3 separate regions of the Anser cygnoides genome follow, and regions 1 and 2 are each linked to region 3. The links are chromatin contacts, called in public Hi-C maps. All regions are on one chromosome and are shown on one strand. Each heading gives the region's core, a stretch centred on a gene start, on an enhancer-like site or on the middle of the called end of the contact. The rest is flanking DNA. Distances are from core to core; before and after follow the strand shown.

Region 1 (2,700 bases), core at 66-2,565, 39 kb before region 3:
CAGCTGGGGTTTGGAGGAGCACCAAGGAATGATCTTCAGACCATACTGAGAAGTTTTCTGGACACTATGGGAGCACTGCAGTGCCCCAGGCCACCGTGACCAGCATCCGCTGGGAGACAGTGCCTTGCTTGTCCTGTTGGCCAAGTGGGGCCATTTGGGGTAGGGTTGCCTTCAGAGGTGAACTGGAGCCCTAAGACTCAGGTGTGCTGATCTCTGGTCTTCTGGGTGGAGAGGCTCCTTCAGTGGACAGTGCCAAGTATATAAATTGCTGTCTTCTGACTTTCCTTTCAGAGGGGTGAATGGATAGCTGTTGCCCTTAGCTGCCTTGGTGAGTCCCTTCCCTCCGTCAGGGTCAGTTAAATAAAGCGTGCTACGCTGTAGTTGGAACCCAGGACAGGGGGGTATGGTTGTTTCTGGCATGCACTATGTGTAGGATGTCTATAGCTGCCTGTGTCCATGCTCTGTAAGGAGATACCTGTAACACTAACCTCTGCTTGCAGCAACAGCCGACTCTGAGGCTTTTTGGGGAAGGATTTTGTCTGCCTGATGTTAGCCAGGGAATAGAGAGGTGGCTGGTAGCACCACGCGAGACATCTTTGGTGTGGAGTTGGGTGCACACCCCATCCCTCTGATGTACCCCCCAGTTCCCCTTACCTCTGTGCTTGAATATGGATTTGCATCCCCAAAGTATTTCTCCAGCTCTGAGAGGCTTACTGGGTGATCGTTGCTGGTGACTGTGAGCTGACTGGGGAGAGCTGTGCCTCCTGAGCCCTTTCCATTTGGTTTCTGTTGGGGTAAATCCTGAGGGCCTTTCTTCCAGTTTCAGTCAGACCTGTAATTGAATTTCTCTTTCCAAGACGTTCTAATATCAATGTCACTGGAGGGTGTTCATTAGCTGAACACAAGATACTTACTGGGGCTGGTCCAGGGATGGCTGGGAGGTTTTATATGGGGGCTTAGAGAAGATAGTTGGGTTTTTAAAACTTGGGTTCGGTGGGAATATCACCTGTCAGCATCTGGCACGATAAATTGCTGGGTCAGTTTGTTGACAAATGTTAATGAAAACTAGGAGTGGGACCAGAAATGCCCCTGATCTACACCACTCAAAGCTGTATTTTTGTTTTCTTTTAGCATCAAGGGATACACAGGCACAGCTAAAAAGCCATTCTGGAAAAAAATTTTGAAGTTTAAACACTTTGTTCCTACTCGTGGGAGCTGAAAATTCAAGCTCACTGTAAACAACCTTGGAAAACATTTTACATTTCCGGAGTTTTGAGTCCAAACGTTTCCATGAAGCAGTGACACAGTTCGAGGGTAACAACACACTTTGTTTCTTTTCTTTAACATAATTTTTTTCTGAGAGTTGTACAAGTGTGTGTTTTTTTTTTTTTTAATACTACTCTTGCTTTCTGGGACAAACATCTCCCTTCTCAGAGTAGATTTTGGTCAGAGGTGGGGAAAGGGAAATGTGTACTTCCTTAAATAAATATCTATATGTGTTTTTAGTATTTTGGGTATTTTATTTTTCAAGCAGAAAGTTGACTTTTTTTTTTTTTTTTTTTAACAACCATTGGTTAGTACTATGGAAAATGCACAGAGCTGTTTTGGCTGGATGGAGCAAAGCAGCGGGTTAAATTTTAGCACATTTAGCAGCACAGAGATCTCTCTTCTGTGAAAGACAGGATTGTATTATGTAACAGCCCGGCTGCCAAATACTTCTGCTGGCAGCAGTCAGCCTTCTATGCACCATTGACATCAAAACCTAATGAGGTTTGATCCAGAGGAGGGATTTGAAAGGACGTCTTGTTTTTCTTCAATCTTCACAAACTGAACTTGTTTAAAAAGGGGGAGAAAAAAAAAGATACAGAGTCTTATTTGATAAATGAGGAAAAACAGTGGTTTTTTCTCTGAAGTTTTCGCTGTTTATTGGTTTAACAGCTATTGCTCAGAACAAGTCATTTCTATTTACGGTGTTTATCATATCAGCTAACCTTGTGTGTTGGATCGAGGGGGCTGGAGGTCAGGTCTCCATGTTTTCCCTCCACGGGGGCTTTCTGACAGCTTACCTTAGTATCTCCTGTGCCTAATATTTATACAGCGTCACATTCAGTAAACACAGGACCAAGCAAGCGCCCCACTTTGTATACCATGCACAGTAAGTAAAATGCTTCAGAGAGTAAGTGGCGACAAGAAACACAGGGCTGTAACAAGGTGGTGTACAGGGACACCCAGCTCCATGAAGGCTGCTACAGTGCTAGAAGCAACATAACACGATACTGTGCTATATTATTGTATAATAAAGCAGATCTTGCTAATGCACCAAAAACTGTAAGGAATATTCTGCTGGATAATAGCAAAGATTTATCTAGCCTGGCGTCCTGTTTGACAGCAACTGGCAAGGAAGGCTGAAAGAAAGAGATCAGGGAGCAGGGCATGTGTTGAGTGGTCTGTCCCCTGGAGCAATGCTGACCTGCAGGTTAGCCATCTCCTGAGATGGAGATTTCATAGATTGTGACTCTCTGAGCATGTTTAATCCCATTTAAGCTCTTATCATGTGGTCATAAGCCTTCAGTTTGTTGCGTGGAAAACCTTTTCCTCTGGCTTGTTTCAAACCCATGTGGAAAACCTTTTCCTCTGGTTTGTTTCAAATATGCTCTCTGCTTACTTGGACCTAGGTTACTTTCTCCACATCATCTTATA
Region 2 (2,793 bases), core at 39-2,538, 58 kb before region 3:
AGGGGATGCCTGCTGCTGAGGACACCTGTGTTTGCACCTATTCCTGCATGTCAGGGCATACCCCAGTTGCCCCCAGCCCCCTTAAAGTCCTGTAGTTCCTACCAAGTGGAGTCTCTGGGTGTCTCAGTTTGATTCAGTATTCAGTGGCACGTGATTTATGAGCTGTGCTCTCTGATTTATGATCTGTATGGCTGGCAAAGAAAGCAGGATCAGGCACTTGGCTGTTGTACAAACAGAGATGACACATAATATCCAAAGTAGAAGAACACAGAAAAGATAAAATTACACAGATTGTTGAAATACTGTCCTCAGCTGTGTTGCTCATGTTGGATGAGTAAAGCAAGAATAAGGGTTGTTGGGTTTTGTGAGAGTTGTTTTAAATCAGTTTTTTTTTCCTGTTTGTGCTTTGTTCAGTCCAGCCAGCAATGCTGGACTGTGTAGTGTAATTTGCAATTCTGGATTTGGGTATTAACATAGAACTGTCCTTTGGGTTTCTACCAACCGATGGAATTGCTTTATATTTTCCTTTCCCAAGCTCCAAATAAAACTTGCTTTTCTGACACACCAAAAAGCTTGTGCTTCTGACTTACTGGATGTTTTATTAGTTTCTTAACATTTTCCTGAATGTGTATTTGAAGAATTGCCTTTTTCATTCAGTACTTGTTAAACCTCAGCAGCGGAGATTCAGCCATGGGCTACGTGAGAGGAGCTACACCGGGGAGGAAAACTACAGAGTCAGGGTGTGTGCAGCCCTGTCCTGTGACAGCAGTACAAATTCAAAGTGATTTCACTGAAGCTTGTGTTGTAATTGAGAGTAGAACTCAACCTCTTTAATTTCAAAGTGAATAGCAAGCGGTTATAATCAATATCCTCCTGGACAGAGTTCAATCACATTTGATCAGCTGCTGAGCAGTGTGGCAATCACTGTTCTTTGTTTAATCTTTTCATTGAATAACAAGTTCCTCTTCGGTATTTCAAAATTTGAGATTTCTGCTGAAGCAAACCACTTCTTTTTCCACTGCAATTAAACTCTGCTTTTAACGTGAAGTGCTTTCCTTTAAATGCCAGTGCGCGCATCTGTGCGTGACAGAATTAACTTGGTCTGTTTTCTGAGATAACAGGATGAGGGATGCAGAGAGCTGATAGTGACCCAGCTCTAGTGCGTTAACACCAGACCGAACTGTGACCACCAGGAGCTCTAAACCAACAGACTTTCTTCTGTGGAAGATGGACTTGCATGTTTTAGCCTGGCAGAAGGAGAGTCAGCTTTTGAGCATCTTGTAATGGTGAAGGTAGGGAGATACAAGCGCACAACACCAGTATAAAAAGACTTTCACAATAGTAGGTTGAGGAATTCATGAGTTAAAGAAGCCTGTGGGACTACCACTAGCTTAACTTTATGCTGGGGAATGCGATCCCCATCACCAGTGTGATTCCTTAGAGAAGATGAGGAATCATGTGTGTTTAATAGGGCAGAAGGCAAAGTGAAGGCCAGACTCTGGCAAGGTTCAGAAGTCACAGGAGCTGGTGGCTGCCACCTTGCAGAGAGGTGTGGCTGATGGTAATGTATTGTCTCCAAGAAAGGCTGAAATTCCCAGCTCTCAGATGCTGCCTGCCAGCATGCCTGTGTTGTCTATCAGCATCCCCACCCTCTAATTTTGGAAGGAAGACTGAAGTTTTTTGTGGCGCCCACGAAAGGTCACTGACCTGAGGTTTTGGTCTCTGCTGTGTCATCAGCTGGCATTTTGGCTGGTAACATTCGTTCTCGGCTGGTGTAGTGTAAGTGGATCAAATACTTTAAGACATCAGCGTAAAATTTTCCATTTGACTGCCTTTTCAGGAGATGAGTAGATATTGAACTAGATGAAATGAAGAGTGGGAAAATCTCCACTTCTCTTAAGACTGCTTGTTTTCCTTGCTGACAAAACACTGACTCCCCTCTACCCTGCTCACTATTTCGCATTTGGTAGATGAGACCTGAACTTTCCCCCCAGGGGAAAAAAAAAGGGGGGAAAAAAACATGAAAACAAGCGGCAAAAAACAAACGATAGAAAAAACCACAAACCCACACAGGAGAGAGAGGGAAAAAAACACCAAAACCAAAATCTTGGAGCAACTGTTTTAAACCATGTGATTTCTGGACTATGAAAGAATTAGTTCTTCAGGACCTAGCACTTCTGTCCCACAGACTTCCCCCCCTCCCCGGCTGTATTGACAGCAGCATATAATGTAGCTAAGGTCTGTGGCGACAATATTTTAGTCTTGTGCAATTATCTTGCCAGAGGCAAAGGATATTCTGGGAAATCAGCCAGGAGAAACTTACAATAAGCAGTGCAAGTGGTATAAAAGTAAGAATAGGGTGGGATGCTTGGATGTGGAAACAGTTGGCCTGGGATTATGTTCAAATGCGTGGCAGCCTTGGAAAAGGAAGCTTGAGTTGAAGGTATTTATAAATGCCAGGTCTTGTGCAGACCCATCCTATTAATATTAAGAAGCTTGAGGGGAGGTAAAAGATAAACATGTTACTCCTGGGCCATGAAGACAGTTGGATCAACACTTGGGTACATACATCATCAATTTCCAAGTAAAAAGGATCTGGCTTTCTTCGATACTGTTCACATGACAGAGTAGCAAGCCAAGGCACTATAAAGCAAATGAGCAGGGAACACACGTACCAAAGCAGCCAGGATGTTCAATTTACTTATTAGTGTTCCTTTATTTCTGCTTTCTGTGCTGGAATGGAATGGAAGGCACAGAACCTTTGGCTCTGGCCAAGTCTTATCTTCATTGAAC
Region 3 (2,700 bases), core at 119-2,618:
TTTTAACCCATAATAGCTAACAGTGTTTCACAGTGCAGAAAGGTTAGGCTGAGCATTTCTTCATGCATCTCAGCTGTTGGATGTCCAGAAGCATGTCCTATGATGGGACTGCAGCCCAGTGTGCCATGGAGCAGTCACCAGCAGCTTTAATGCAGTGGTGACAAGGGACATTGCACAGCCTGGCCGTCACACTAAGTCTGTCGCTGGGGCTAACTGCATTGAAGTCATAAATCAAGCTTTATGGTTGAGAAATGTCTTCAGTAGTCCCTAGTCATCAAAGAAATGCCATTTTATAACAGGAAACTGGGTAAAAAACAAATGTCGTGTCTGGACAAAAGAGTGGAAAGAGCTGTAAAATTCCCCTCTGCTTGGCTGAAGGAATAGTTGTTGGAAATAAAGTCCAGGAGCAAAGCAACATGGAAGACAGGAAGGAAACTTATCTTCTTATTGCAGAAAAGTCTTTGTAAGCACTATGGAGAAATCAGAACAAGTGCAATGAGTCCCCTAACGCCTTTGACACTGCTGATATCACTTGTACCTCTGTGAGAGCAGAGAGAAGTAGCACACGTGAATTGCAGCTGAGTGAAGAAGAAAATCATTTTAGCGTGAAGCTGCTCAGCTTCATGCCACCGAGCACTTCCCAGGCTGCAGTGAGCAGCTGAACTGTTCCTATCTGGGAGCTCAGGGGCTCCTAGGTCACAGGAGCTCTGTTTGCAGTCAAGGTCCAGCAGCCGTTCCCTTGCGTCAAAGCCAGGGTGTATCTAAACACTGCCGCTGCGCTTCCAAGAAATGCAGTTCTGTGCTGCTGCTGAAAGACAGCCTTCTCAAATACGTACCCAGTGGTGATGCACTGGAGATTTGAGGTTGGTACACGAGGACACGGTGCATGTGCCAAACAGTTACATCCCTTTTTGTATATAGGATGAGGTGTGGCAGGGTGCTGGGAGTCCCTGTGCTAGCTGGTGGTTGGATCCAGGTGGGAGATCCCGCAGCTGGAGCCGTTACCAAAATGCCCTTGTCAATCAGTTTCCCCAGGGGGATTTCTGCTTGCTCTGTAGATATTTTTCTTTGAAGCTCAGGGGTAAAGTGATAGCAGAATACATTTTTAACAGGTCTAAAAACGTCTTGGCAAGGTCGCAGGTTTTTGATAGATGTCCCTTCCCTTCTTATTTCCCATAGGAAAACGCTGTCTTCTGGCCATTCTCAGGGAAGCACTGGTTGCAAAGGGATGACATAAAATTACACCAAGTGAGCTGAAATTTAAGCCTTGCTGTTACAGCAGTGACATTCAACAGTTAATGCGCACCCTCAACACGCAGCAGCTGCAGCGTTTCGTTACTGTCACTTACAAAAACCTTCAGCTCCCTTCAGTGTACCCTGCTTTGAGCCCAGAGCTTGCAGGCCCAAAGGCACCATTTTGTCAGTAGGAGCCCTTTAGCGTAGCGTGACACCTGAGAGACTTCAGCAGGATATAACATTGCTCTGGTACTGAGGTATGATTTAATATCCTTGATTGTTCTGGAAATTTGAGCTGCATGATTCAGGAGCCGTGCATGAGTACGGTTACTTCAGTGCGTAATGGGATTTATGTGCTCAGACGTGATGGATGCTGCAATCACATTTCTAACGTTGGTTCAGTAGGGGAGGGGGATGAAATCAAGTCTCTAGGAGTCTCGCTGTTGATTGCAGTGGAGGCGTTTGCACAAGAAGCTTGAAGTGAGAGATGTTGTAATGCCAAACTGGGGGGGGGGGGGGGGGGGGCAGGAAAAAACTGAAAATAGAGGAAAAGTCTTTCCTCAACTCCCAATTGCAGCCTCAGGTTTCTTTCTCCTGTGTTCAGGCGTTTTCACCCTTGCTGATAAGATCAGCCGGGGGTTCAGGCAGCCTGCAGGCTCGGGGGGCAGCAGCTCCACCTGGGGAGCGCTTCCCTGCGGGGCTCACGTCCCGAGGGGGCTCCGGGAGCCCTCCGACCCCCTTCCCCTCAAGCCCCGTCCCCTTCTGCCTTCCGTGGGCCAGGCAGGGCCGTATGACAGGCACCAACAACACAGCCCGGGGGTTGGAGCAGCGCGGCCCCCCCGCCCGCCTCACGCACGGCGCCGGGGCAGGCCCGGCGGCTGCCACTCAGGGCGCCGCGCCGCCTCCGAGCCGCCGGGGGCCGGACTCGAACCCGCGGCCGCCGCGCAGGGCGGGCTCGGCCCAGCCGTGGCGGGCGCCTCCCGCGGCCCTCTGAGGGCAGAGCCCCGGGCAGGGCGAGGAGCCGGTAAGCGACGGGAAGGAGACGGGGACGCACACACACACACAGGGGTTTCCTCCTCCTGTAGAGCGTGGTTTTAGGGTTGTCCATCCTTCCTTCTTCCCTCCTCCGCCGCCCAGCTGCGGCTGGGGCCTCCCAGCGGTTTCCTTCCGCTGCCCAGATGTTGGGTGAGGAAGGGGATGGGTCGGGGCCGGGGTTTGGGCAGCGGGGTTTGGTCCTGCGAATGGTGAACAGCGGGCAGGCAGCGTTAACCTCGGTGGGTGCTGGCGGGAGGCGATGGGGAACGATCCAGGCAGGCAGGATGAGGAATGGTGATGTGAAGAAGTGAGACCAGAGGAGAGGAGAGGAAAAGGGCGACTGGTAACAATTTTGCATGTTTATTTTTTCTCAGAGGATGCTGCTGGGGTCATGGCAGGTTCTCTGTAGGTAGGTGAGTCACATACTGC

What was found. A called contact is a pair of places that touch in the nucleus more often than the background predicts.
Region 1: a Hi-C map of liver shows a contact between it and region 3, with 3 times the contacts expected there. The contact joins the enhancer-like site here to the promoter of SLC41A3 in region 3. A contact is called at or near these places in 2 of 7 Hi-C or Micro-C datasets (both in liver).
Region 2: a Hi-C map of liver shows a contact between it and region 3, with 2.1 times the contacts expected there. The contact joins the enhancer-like site here to the promoter of SLC41A3 in region 3. A contact is called at or near these places in 2 of 7 Hi-C or Micro-C datasets (both in liver).

Annotation. Positions count from the first base shown.
Region 1 is chr10:13,007,551-13,010,250 of Taihu_goose_T2T_genome, forward strand. The region is part of intron 6 of LOC136791594 (a long non-coding RNA gene); the gene reads left to right. Among named protein-coding and RNA genes, the nearest start is that of SLC41A3, 39 kb to the right of the region's middle. Within about 2 kb of position 1,316, at least 1 of the 3 cell types and tissues checked has open chromatin away from gene starts, as enhancers often do. A contact at or near this core is called in liver, where this site is marked.
Region 2 is chr10:12,987,728-12,990,520 of Taihu_goose_T2T_genome, forward strand. The region is part of intron 6 of LOC136791594 (a long non-coding RNA gene); the gene reads left to right. Among named protein-coding and RNA genes, the nearest start is that of SLC41A3, 58 kb to the right of the region's middle. Within about 2 kb of position 1,289, at least 1 of the 3 cell types and tissues checked has open chromatin away from gene starts, as enhancers often do. A contact at or near this core is called in liver, where this site is marked.
Region 3 is chr10:13,046,122-13,048,821 of Taihu_goose_T2T_genome, forward strand. SLC41A3 (solute carrier family 41 member 3) reads left to right here and starts at 1,369. Exons shown (of 11, transcript XM_067003004.1): 1 at 1,369-1,493.